Linked DNA regions of Mus musculus: regions 2 and 3 are each linked to region 1. A link is a contact called in public HiCAR-type and HiChIP or PLAC-seq data. All regions are on one chromosome and are shown on one strand. The core of a region is the stretch at or near the end of the contact, and the rest is flanking DNA. Distances in the headings are between cores, read along the strand shown.

Evidence for each region. HiCAR-type assays count read pairs that join an accessible place to other places. HiChIP or PLAC-seq counts read pairs in DNA pulled down with a chosen protein or histone mark.
Region 2: a contact with region 1 is called in a HiCAR-type map of embryonic stem cells, with 2.6 times the contacts expected there. The contact joins the enhancer-like site here to the promoter of H3c13 in region 1. A contact is called at or near these places in 6 of 39 promoter capture datasets (3T3-L1-derived adipocytes, the C10 cell line, the HPC-7 cell line and 2 more), 3 of 15 datasets of contacts at CTCF or cohesin (the NIH/3T3 cell line and embryonic stem cells), 9 of 484 Hi-C or Micro-C datasets (the C2C12 cell line, Sertoli cells, cochlea and 4 more), 18 of 115 datasets of contacts at active chromatin or transcription factors (the HPC-7 cell line, T-cell acute lymphoblastic leukemia, bone marrow-derived macrophages and 6 more) and 4 of 9 other capture datasets (adipose tissue, embryonic stem cells, liver and 1 more).
Region 3: an H3K4me3 HiChIP or PLAC-seq map of embryonic stem cells shows a contact between it and region 1, with 70 read pairs. The contact joins the enhancer-like site here to the promoter of H3c13 in region 1. A contact is called at or near these places in 9 of 39 promoter capture datasets (cranial neural crest, embryonic stem cells, frontonasal cranial neural crest and 3 more), 6 of 15 datasets of contacts at CTCF or cohesin (CD8 T cells, the G1E-ER4 cell line, the NIH/3T3 cell line and 2 more), 39 of 484 Hi-C or Micro-C datasets (the C2C12 cell line, CD4 T cells, CD8 T cells and 24 more), 46 of 115 datasets of contacts at active chromatin or transcription factors (the 230-238 cell line, CD8 T cells, the HPC-7 cell line and 27 more) and 4 of 9 other capture datasets (adipose tissue, liver, macrophages and 1 more).

What each region holds. Positions count from the first base shown.
Region 1 is chr3:96,266,693-96,270,451 of GRCm38.p6, forward strand. It overlaps H3c13 (H3 clustered histone 13), which reads left to right and starts at 1,962. Exons shown (of 1, transcript NM_178215.2): 1 at 1,962-2,463. The coding sequence starts at 2,002. The coding sequence ends at 2,412. It overlaps H2bc18 (H2B clustered histone 18), which reads left to right and starts at 3,008. Exons shown (of 1, transcript NM_175666.3): 1 at 3,008-3,500. The coding sequence starts at 3,060. The coding sequence ends at 3,440.
Region 2 is chr3:96,081,409-96,085,167 of GRCm38.p6, forward strand. No RefSeq gene overlaps it. Among named protein-coding and RNA genes, the nearest start is that of Gm30044, 21 kb to the right of the region's middle. Within about 2 kb of position 1,968, at least 17 of the 459 cell types and tissues checked have an H3K27ac peak or open chromatin away from gene starts, as enhancers often do. A contact at or near this core is called in the HPC-7 cell line, bone marrow-derived macrophages, differentiating embryonic stem cells and 2 more, where this site is marked.
Region 3 is chr3:96,440,364-96,444,122 of GRCm38.p6, forward strand. It overlaps BC107364 (cDNA sequence BC107364), which reads right to left. Exons shown (of 4, transcript NM_001256181.1): 2 at 1,680-1,804; 3 at 346-499. The coding sequence starts at 1,788. Among named protein-coding and RNA genes, the nearest start is that of n-THgtg2, 6.3 kb to the left of the region's middle. Within about 2 kb of position 1,843, at least 19 of the 459 cell types and tissues checked have an H3K27ac peak or open chromatin away from gene starts, as enhancers often do. A contact at or near this core is called in the SCID.adh cell line, embryonic stem cells and spermatogonia, where this site is marked.

The DNA.
Region 1 (3,759 bases), core at 712-3,211:
CTTTAGTATATGTGTAAATGTGTATGGTAAATTTTAACTTATGAATTTGGCTCAATAAATAGGTCAAAACTATAGTAAAGTAGACAATAATAATCACCTTTAGTGAAATTTGTTTGCACTTTGGAGCCCTTATTGCATAAGATCAAGGTTACCTGAACATAAGCCTTGGCAGGTGTTTTGAATGGAGGCTGCTACTAAGTAAATAAGTCATGGGTAGCAAGGATACGCTGGGCAAGGGGATGATTTATGTCCGGGGTGAGAGGCCATGAGAGGATAGACTTACAATGTAAAATAAGACTCCTGACTTCTTTTCTGGAATTTTTCACTTATTATTACCTAAACACTGATGAGGACAGAAATAAAAATCTCAGACGGGGGAAGTAGAGTCTGAAGTTTGAGAATCTCTTTCTGATTTAAATAAACACCACATGCTTTGTGCTCCAGTACATACATTACAAAGAAAATCTTACCAGGAAACACGATACCTGGTGTGGGCACCATCCAGCCCCACAGGGCAGGTCCCCTTCTAATGGGAAAGGTCAGCAGCGTTTGAGAAGCCCTGAATGGTTTGATTGTACGATATGAAGATGTTTCTGTGTTTCAAGGCTTTACCTACTGATCCACTTTTATAGGAAGCATTGCCGGCTGTTAAGAAATGACCACAGGAAGGTAACAGCTCCCATCAGTGATACTTTTGTGCCATATTTTGGAGGTTACTTCTGCTCCTGAAGGATTCTTAAATTAATTAAACTGCCAAACTGCTACCTGTGTTTAGTATTTTGGAATCTCCTTAAAATCAATTTCATTTTACTTGAATTTCAGCGAAAAGATAATACATTTTTGTCAGCTCTAGGAAAGTTTTAAATATCTTGGGCCTATTTTTACTTTTGGGTTTGAATTTTAAGAAGGTTGGTATACAATGCTTTTTTACCAAAAAATCAGGCATGCTATTAAAAGCTTTACTTTGAACCAGGCCATAGTAGCACACACCTTTAATCTCAGCACTCAGGAGGCAGAAACAGGCCAGCCTGGTCTACAGATGGGAGTTTCAGGAACCCAAGGCTACATACAGAAATCCTGTGGTGGCCCACGCCTTTAATCCCAGCACTTGGGAAGCAGAGGCAGGTGGATTTCTGAGTTCGAGGCCGGCCTGGTCTACAGAGTGAGGTCCAAGACAGTCAGGGCTACACAGAGAAACCCTGTCTCGAAAAGAAAAGGAAAAAGAATCAAATAAATAAGTGCTCATTTGCTTTGAAAGTTATTTTGACTTGTCATCTAGATGACAGGTTTAACTATTTAGTAGCTGTTCTCCACTGGAAAGGCGGTATTAATACTTCTAGTCTTATCCTTCTGTTATATAAACATTTCATCTGCAGGACTTAATTGGCCGTTAGTGTAGAAGGGAGGTGGAAGGAACGCACTCTAGACAGAAGGAAAGGCGGGAGCGCCATACATAACGATAGTCAGTGTGCAGTAAATGTAAGACCGGCTTTGGTAGGGTTTCGAAATAGGTAAAACTTAAGTTTGCATTTGGTTCCTTTCACTATACATCGTTTTGTCATCTTTCGGCCGTGGTACAATGCGTTCAAATCACTGGGCACAAAGCCTGAAGTTAAATAAATGCTAACTGTCAGAGAAGAGCTACAGTATCTGGTGACTCGCTACAAAGTGAATCGCAGAACATGAAAAGGGCAAGTTTGTTTCCAAAGAAACCTGTTAGAAGAGCACACTGCGTGAGAAACACTTTAAACACTGCATTTAGGAAAGTTACATCAACTGAAAAGCACTATCTTTTTAAAACCCTCTGCGGTTCATAAATACAGGAAGGAAAAGTATCAGGAGAGAAGGAATAGTGTAACCATCTTGAAACTCAGCAAATAGGATCGAATTCTACCCAATCAGACTGCAAGTCCAGAAACTCCTGCTTTCTGGGCCCAATCAAGACGAAGATAAGTCTATAAGTATGGCCACTTGGCGTCTGCAAGCCGAAGTCGCAAAAATATGGCCCGTACGAAGCAGACCGCCCGCAAGTCCACCGGCGGCAAGGCCCCGCGCAAGCAGCTGGCCACCAAGGCCGCCCGCAAGAGCGCCCCGGCCACGGGCGGCGTGAAGAAGCCGCACCGCTACCGGCCCGGCACCGTGGCGCTGCGGGAGATCCGGCGCTACCAGAAGTCGACCGAGCTGCTGATCCGCAAGCTGCCGTTCCAGCGCCTGGTGCGCGAGATCGCGCAGGACTTCAAGACGGACCTGCGCTTCCAGAGCTCGGCCGTCATGGCGCTGCAGGAGGCGAGCGAGGCCTACCTGGTGGGGCTGTTCGAGGACACCAACCTGTGCGCCATCCACGCCAAACGCGTCACCATCATGCCCAAGGACATCCAGTTGGCCCGCCGCATCCGTGGGGAGCGCGCTTAAGCGCCCTGTTTCCCTTCCATCCCCCACAAAGGCTCTTTTCAGAGCCACCTACGTTGTCGATGAAAGTAGCTGTGTCAGCTTTGCAAATTGATTTTCAGTGTTTCAAATACGCCCTCAAGTGTGTCAGGCCTAACAGTTACCAGTAATCACATTCCTTATCCCAGGTTTATTCCATTTAGAGCTGGTCTTGAGCTCACTACTCAAATATGGGCCAGTCCAAAAAAGGAGTTCTAATTAGGGTCTCAGAACTGTGAACCTGAAAAATAGCCCCAAAATTCCAAGCGTGATACCTAAGAGCGATAGTTAACTTATTTCAACCTGGTGTTTTAAGGATCTGTAAGCGAAGGGAACATAAAGAACAGCTGAGGCAAAACTGCCGCTCTCAATAACAGGCTAGCATGAAATGGAAGGCTGCGATTGGCTAGAAAGAATTTCCTCTAAGCACCACCAAGGCTCGCAACCAGAATCGGTTTGAGTAGGCTCCGCCTCCTTGACGCTGACTCTGCTGTAAATCAACCAATAAAAATGGAATACCGTGTGAAACCTCATTTGCATACAAGCTCTATAAGTACCGCATAGCAAGCCGCGCTGAAACAGTTCGTAGTTGCCCGGTCTACCTTACGTTGCATCTTTAGACGCGGAGGAAAATGCCGGATCCAGCGAAGTCTGCTCCTGCCCCAAAGAAGGGCTCTAAGAAAGCTGTCACGAAAGTGCAGAAGAAAGATGGCAAGAAGCGCAAGCGCAGCCGCAAGGAGAGCTATTCTGTTTACGTGTACAAGGTCCTGAAGCAAGTGCACCCCGACACGGGCATCTCATCTAAGGCTATGGGAATCATGAATTCCTTCGTGAACGATATCTTCGAGCGCATCGCAGGTGAGGCTTCCCGTCTGGCGCATTACAACAAGCGCTCGACCATCACTTCCCGGGAGATCCAGACAGCCGTGCGTCTGCTGCTGCCGGGAGAGTTGGCTAAACACGCTGTGTCGGAAGGCACCAAGGCCGTCACCAAGTACACCAGCTCCAAGTGAAGTGCAGCAGAGACGTGATTGATCGGCTTTACCCAAAAGGCTCTTTTCAGAGCCACTTTAGTTCTCAAAAAAAGACTGTAAGCACTAAGGGTCTGATCTAGCAGGTAAGGTTAAGCCATGATGAGTCTGTTACCCTGCAGCGCTCTGGTGCAACATCGAGCGTTTCAAAGTGTTGGGCGGTGTCTTGGCTTGCTCAGCCTGCTCTCTTATATAACCCAAGACTACCAGCCCAGAGATGGTCCCACCCACAAGGGGCCTTTCCCCCTTGATCACTAATTGAGAAAATGCCTTAGAGTTGAATCTCATGGAGGCATTTCCT
Region 2 (3,759 bases), core at 718-3,217, 190 kb before region 1:
TCAGTTGGGGAAATGCCTCCATGAGATCCAACTGTAAGGCATTTTCTCAATTAGTGATCAAGGGGGAGGTCCCCTTGTGGGTGGTGCCATCTCTGGACTGGCAGTCTTGGGTTCTATAAGAGAGCAGGCTGAGCAAGCCAGGAGAGGCAAGCCAGTAAAGAACATCCCTCCATGGCCTCTGCATCAGCTCCTGCTTCCTGACCTGCTTGAGTTCCAGTCCTGACTTCCTTTGGTGATGAACAGCAGCATGGAAGTATAAGCCGAATAAACCCTTTCCTCCCCAACTTGCTTCTTGGTCATGATGTTTGTGCAGGAATAGAGACCCTGAATAAGACAAGCATAAACGCTATATTTGATTTTGAGACATCAGAAGGCCAGGCAACAAGAGTGCCTGCTGTTATCGCTATTGGCCAGCAGTTCTGTGGAGGCTGCTCGAAGGAGACAAAGCAGAGACCATTTCAGTCACAGGAAGAGAAGGGTGTTATTACAACTGTCAGCTATGGATGTCAATGACTGTCCCATTTTTTTATAGTTAGCAATTTTTCTGCATTTTAATCTTTCATATCTCCATGATGATGATGATGATAAAACCAACAGTATGTTGAGGCCAGAATCTTCATGGTAAGGTATCCTGTGTTGAAACAGAGATTCATGGGGGCTTGAGAGCTAGCTCAGCAGTCAAGAGCACTGACTCATCTAGAGGACCTGGTTTGGTTCCTAGCATTCACATGGTGGCAATCAACCACCTCTAATTCCAGGTCCCCTCCCCTGACACCCTGCTCAGGCCTCTCTAGGTACCAAGCAATGTGAGGCACACATGTCCTTGCAGACAAAAACACTCTTCCATGTGCTCAAAAAAAAAAAAAATCTAAAAGCAAAAAAACAAAAACAAAAAAAGATGTAACCTACAGGAGGAGGCTCACAGAGACATGTGCTGATGAGCACTCTCAAGATGGGGTGTCAAACTGTTTTTTTCTCTTTTCTAAAGACTGATAGTTCAATGCTAGAGGACACTAAGTGTTCCAAATGTCCTTACTTTGCTGGGGTATCCATGACCCCCATCCTGTACTCGCCCTCTGCCCCTTAGTCGGATTCAAGTGCTTACTGTCTTCTTACACTTAGCTTATGTTGTTCATCAGAAAGTCTTTAAGTACTAGATGGCTATTAAGAGGGTGATGTATGAAGAAAGCTGCTTAAATTAATCATGCAATGAATTTCAGTGCTGCAAAGTGCGCTGACATCTTAAAAATCCATTATTAATTATAAAATTAAAAACTGCAACATCCAAAGTATGTTATTTTGGATAAACCAAGGCCTGCTAATATATTTATACTTTACCAGCACAACAACGCAAAAAGCAACTAAAAACTCAAGCACTTCTATTTTAGCGCTGGAAGAGAGATTTCTAGATTATTCTGCCAGAGTCTTATCTGCCAACCACCAGAGAGGAATGAGCTTGCTTCAAATGGGTTTGCAGAAATGACTTCCTTTTTAAAAGTAGCTCTGTCAGCTGGGAGCAACAGCAGAAAAAGGACAAACTTGCTGAATGAGGCTGTGCTGGAGTTGGCCAGAGGGCCCGTCACGGCTCTGTCATTGGCATTCCTGCTGCAGCCAGAGAAGCCTAAGCAAGCGGAAAATCTATAGTACTTTCATCTACATCTAGCTGAAAGTGCTTACGGGAGCGATTTTAAGTTCTGAGAGCGATAGGGTGCTGGTTCCGACCTCGGGAGAACACAATGGGTCCTGGGTCCTTTGTTTTTTGCACATTCTCTGGTGAGCGCTGTTGTCCTGGCCTAAGCTATGAATTGGTTACAGTGCCTTTTCGCTGTAGCCACACCCTTGTTAGGGCCATTCTATATGGATGCCTTTACAACAAACTAAAAGTGCTAAGCAAGGCACTGGAGGGAGGGCTCAGCTGTTAAACTTAAAACTTTGCTGCTCTCACAGAGGGCCCAGGTTTGGGTCTCCACCCACATAGCTGCTCACAACCATCTACGTCAGTACCAAGCGATCCAATGCCTTCTCCTGGGCTCCATGAGCACCGGGCACACATGTTATGCACATACATACAGGCAGACAAAATACTCAAAAAACCAAAGCATTAAATAAAAGTGCTAAACAAAAGAGAATTATTAGAGGTACCTAGATATGTGCTTTAATTTTAATTTGGGCTTGAATTTTGACTTTTATGTTTATTGTTATATACCTTCACACAATATTTTCCTCTTCCTCCCTTTTCTCTTTCCCTCCCTCCTTCCCTCCCTCCCTCCCTTCTTTTCTTTCATAGGGTCTCACTATTTTTCTTGGGCCACCCTCAAATTCACAATCACCCTGTTCCCGCCTCCTCAGGTATGGTTACAGTCATGCACTACCCACCATATCTGATGTTACGCGAATTTCTTGAACCCATCCGACCCTCAGTTCTGTTCAGTACAATACTGAATAATGCTGATCTTGTGAGGGTCACCGTGACAAGCAAAAGGTGACACCTAAAAGCAGTTAGACTCATGCTAACTCTGGGTTTTAATGACAGAGGTTAGCAGAGACCAAAAATATTCTGTCTCTTACTCTAATTACATACCACTAACAGTATCTTTGAAGCATAGGGAAACTTCAATAATCGTGGATGTCACTGAAGATCAGGGTTAAGATTCTGGGCTGGAGAAATAACTCCGTGGTTAAGAGCACTGGCTGCTCTTGCAGAAATCCTGGGTTCAGTTTTGGGTACTCACATGTCAACTTAAAACCAACTGTAACTCCAGTTTCAGGGGATTTAATCCCCTTTTCTGGACTCCTTGCTGCACCACACATACAGCATGTGATGTACAGACACACATGCAGGCAAGACACCCATACATAAAAAGACTTCTTCTGGAGCCACCAGCGGCCGCGGGTTCCTGGGTTCCTGAACGGAAAGCTCGGGCTGTGTGGGTAGACAGCAAGAGAAGAATGAGACCAAGACAAAGTTTCTGATTAACGACCAATGTTTACTATGAGCCTGAGCTTATAAAGGGGTGGGAACCCATCCCCCACTTTGCCAGGATCTCATCAGGAAAACAAGTTCAGCCTCTCAGCAGGTAGTGGAGTCTTGGAGGAAGCAGCAGATGTGGCAGGACAATGGACTTTACCCTGATAGGAAGATTCCACCCTAGGTGGGCTAGCGGCTGTGACGAACACAAGGTCTGAATCAGCCTCTCAAGGCTGGGTGGATGGGCACATTCTTCCATGCGTGAGAATGAGTTAGACCACTTAAATGTCTAACAATAGAGGCCGGCTAAGAATAAGGGCTGGGGGTGGTAGAGCTGGAGAGGTGGCTCAGCAGTAATGCAGGTATCAGTCTTTCAAAGGACCAGTGTTCAGTTCCCAGCACCCACACTAAGTGGCTCACAGCTGCCAGTAACTCCAGCCCCAGAGGATCCAACGCCCTCTTCTGGCCTTTGAGGACACTTGCACTCATGTGCACATACTCACATGTAGACACACAGGCATACATACAATTAAAAATAAATCTAAAAAAAAAAAAAAGAAAAGGATTAGGTATGTATCTTAATAGTCGAGTGTGGAGTACTTGCCTAGCATGGTTAAGGCTCTGGGTTTGATTCTCAATAATACAATGATAATAAGGGGGGAAGAAGGAGGGAAAAAGGGAGATAGAGAAAGAAGAGGAGGAAGGAATGGTCATAACACAAAGGAAGTAATATGCAATTGCTACAAATCATGTTTGGGTGTACAGAAGTCTCGCATGCCTTTAGATGGTTA
Region 3 (3,759 bases), core at 593-3,092, 170 kb after region 1:
GTAAATTATCCTCTAGACTCTGTTTCCAAATTTTATCGCTATCTCTTTGTGGTTCAGTCTGATTTGTAAATTTCTGCATCTTTTGTTCTAGCATCTTTTCCAGTTCCTCTCTGCAACCTTCAATTTTCTCTCTCTGTCGCCTATCTTGACCTATAAATCCTGTACCTTTAGTTCCTCTAATTCCTTTTCTAAGCTCGTAATTGTTTATTTAGGGCCCTGTCTTTTTGAGAAGACATGATAAACCATGATAGTAACCATGTCATAATGATAATTGACAGTGTGTCGATTTCCTTTAAATCCATCCCTGTCAAACTGTTCAAAATATCAATTTATAATTCTTATTACCTGATCCAGAGCTTCTTGTACCTCTGTCTCCCTCTGCTGTTCGCTTTGGGACACTGCAGTTCGCTTCTGTGAGGTCCTGTCTTTGTTTGGGTCAAGGACGCGGATTTCAGGTGGTTGGGGCAGTCGGTCTGGTTGTCCGGTTTTCTGTTTAGACCTGGAAGACACGGGGAAGCAAACGGGGAAGGCTGCTTGGGCGGAGATGCCTGCTGTGCTTTTGAGAAGGCTATTTCGCAGGCAGTCGCGCCCCAGGGTCCTTAGTCCTTCTTTAGTTTCAGGGAACCCCAACTGTTGTGATGCTAGCGCTGCCTAAATCCCAGCTCTGGCTGGGGTGCCGCCTCTGGTTGCTAGGGTTTGCTTAGGGCTTGGGGAGGCAGCGTTTAATTTACACAGTGCCGCAGCTTTAGACCGCAGCCCTAGCTGTTTATATTGGGGGGACGGGGGTGGGAGGCGGGGGTCTTTTATTTCAAGTTAGTTAGGTTCTAAGCCCGACGTAGGGGTGCCAACTGTTTCGTGGATTTCTTACCCCAATAAACCCGTATAAAAACACACACACAAACCAGTTATTATATTTATAAGCTATATGTCTAGAATGGGCATTATACTTATTCTCCAGCTATGAGACGTCTTGCTACCTGCAGCTTCTACAGGCCATGTGGTTCTGTTCCCTATTAGCTTTCTCCTTCCCATCTCCTGTCTCTTCACCTGGCACACTAAGACCTCCAGACCCATCTTCCTTGTGGGGCTGTGTCCTCGCTGCTGCTATGGCAAGCAGAGTTACCCAGCAGGGGAGAGAGACTCCATGGTCGGGATACACTGTGCTTGGGGTGTGCTGACCCCTGCGATTTCCCCAAACTCTCACACCTGAGCCTGTTCATAGAGTTCAAAAGTTGTATTTCTTTTCCTTTGGAAACGTTTGTGTGTGCGTTGTAGCTTCGTGGCTGTTTATATCAGATACAGTGCATGCATGTTTATTTTAATTTACTATAGTTTTGTATACTGGTTTCTTTGCATAACCTGGGACACTGAAGAGCTGTTAAGGGAGAGAAAAGTGGTAACTATGTAGTGTACGTTTTCAAAAAAATTCCTTAGCCACGATTAAGGATTAAATTCAGAAAAGTGCAGCGATTGTTGTTTTTGCTTTTCTAATGCTAGGTACTGAACTGGTAAACCCATAGTCTTCGCTGACTGTCATCTGAGGAGTGGCCTATTTGTCAAGTCTTTAATTCTTTGAAATGACGTCTTGATCAGTTATAAATGAATGAGAAAACCCCTAAGATTAGAAGTCTGGAGTTTTTGTTTCAGTGTTGTTTCTTAAAACCATAGAGCACACTTACAGGCGAGTAACTCAAATTCTGGGTTGAATTTCTCCTTTCCTCGGCTCCTGTTTTGAAGTCTCACACCACCAAGCCTGGGCTTAGCTGCCAGCACAAACCTTCTCAGCATGGTTTGAAATGAGTCCCTGGCAATTGAAAGAACAGGGAAAGAGTCACTAGGAGACAATTCCTCTTTTGTTTCCTCTCCAAACAAATGCTGTTAACTTTTGTTCTTTAAAATCTAACCTTACAATTTTATTGTTTTTGTGAAAAATCAACTTAGAACCTGGTCACTTGGCCCTTTCTCTTCTTGTCACCTCCCAGTTCAAGCTGCTTGTATCTCTTAACACAGTGTGCCAGGGTTCTCTTAGATCTACAGTGGGGTTCTGAACGCGATCTTCTTTGTAAGCCTTTTTTTTTTTTTTTTTAAATATGCTTTGTTCCCTGTCACAAGGACACTAATCCTTGCCCTTCCTGTGCTGTCACTGCGTGGAGCTGGTGCCTGCCCAGTTCTTGCAGACAGCTGGGTGAGTTTTAGGAAAGTTCAGCACAGCTGGTGGTGTGCTATCCAGTCAGAAGCCATTACATTTCTGTGAAAATCCTTAACATTCATGTGAATGTTATGAGCAGGATAATCACCATGGTTCTCTGCATGTTCTTAGAAGCCAGGATGGCTAGGTTCATAGTCCAGGTTTCATTCCACATTCATAAACAGACCCTGAACCAAAGGTTGAGTTATTTCTGTGTCTCCTTTCCCCTATCTGCCATCCCAGGCGTCCTGGAGTTCACAAGGCTTGTGTTTATAAAGGGGTTGGGGTTTTGTTATGTTTGGCTTGTTTTATTTGGAAGAGAAGAATGTTCCGATACTCTGTACTAGGAACGGAACTGTGTGCCCTCTACCACTGGACTATCCTACCCGCACTTGTCACTTTTCATTTGTACACACAGTAATTCACTACGTTGCCTAGGCAGGCCTTGAACCACCTGCCCCAGCCTCCGTAGCAGTTCGGATCATAGACCTGAACAGTCAGATATCTCTGTGTTTTGTTTTGTTTTTATAAATATGGGTTCAATACAGAACAGAGCCCCTGCCCTCCCTCCCCCCACCCCCCATTGGTGACATCTGCTATAACTGAAGCCCCACATTAAAACCAGGAAACCCCACAGGCCAGACTGCAGGTCTGAATCAATCCTCATTCACTGTTTGATATGTTTCTAGACATGCATGAATGTATGTGGGCATCCTGCTGCTTCACCTATAAAAATGTCCTCAAAGGCATTACCACCTCTCACTGACTGCTGGGTGCTGTTACCTGTGACCAAAAAACTCTTTCCCTAAGGAGTAGGTTTCTGTATATATCTCACACTCTGAGGCCTTCAGCTCAAGCAGAAATGTGAGGCCACTTAGCAAAGATGTGCCCAGAAACAGGCAGGACACTAGTACTGTGCACTCTAACGAGGCTCACAGAAGGCTGGAAGGAAGCACCCACCCAGAAAACCTGATGTAGCAGAGAAGGCCAGTGAGTGGGAGGGGCCTCGGAAACCAGTTCTCAGCAGGTCAGGGGGCTGCAGGCAGGTAGTCTTGAGAGTCCCCATCCCCAGATCTTCAGCTCCCTTTCTGGTTCACCATTCCACTCTCTGGGTTTCTATTCCCACCCCAGGTCTCCTTCACTCTTCTTATGACTCTCTATCCCCCTCTGTCTTGTCAGGTCTCTTCCTCCTTCCCCTTTAAGTCCTCTCTCTCTCTCTCTCTCTGCCTCTGTCTCTGTCTCTGTCTCTCTCTCTCTGACTCTGTCTCTCTCTCTCTCTCCTGTTCGCTACTCTTGGAGCCAGATGCTATCTCTCAGTATCTGAGCCTTGCTCTCACCTAACCCTCTGCAGAGTCCAGGTTGATGGTCACCAATTGGGTCCCTAAACATCCTCCTTCCAACTGGGAACCTGTTTCATGTACCACAATATCAAGAACTAAAGGGGGGCAGATTGCCAAGTACCAGTTGCCCCTGCTCTATGCCTGAATCTCTCCCTGTCCTTCTCAATTCTTTGTCTACCCCACTCTTCCACCTACGCTCTCCCATAGATGCCATGGCTCCCTAGAATCCTG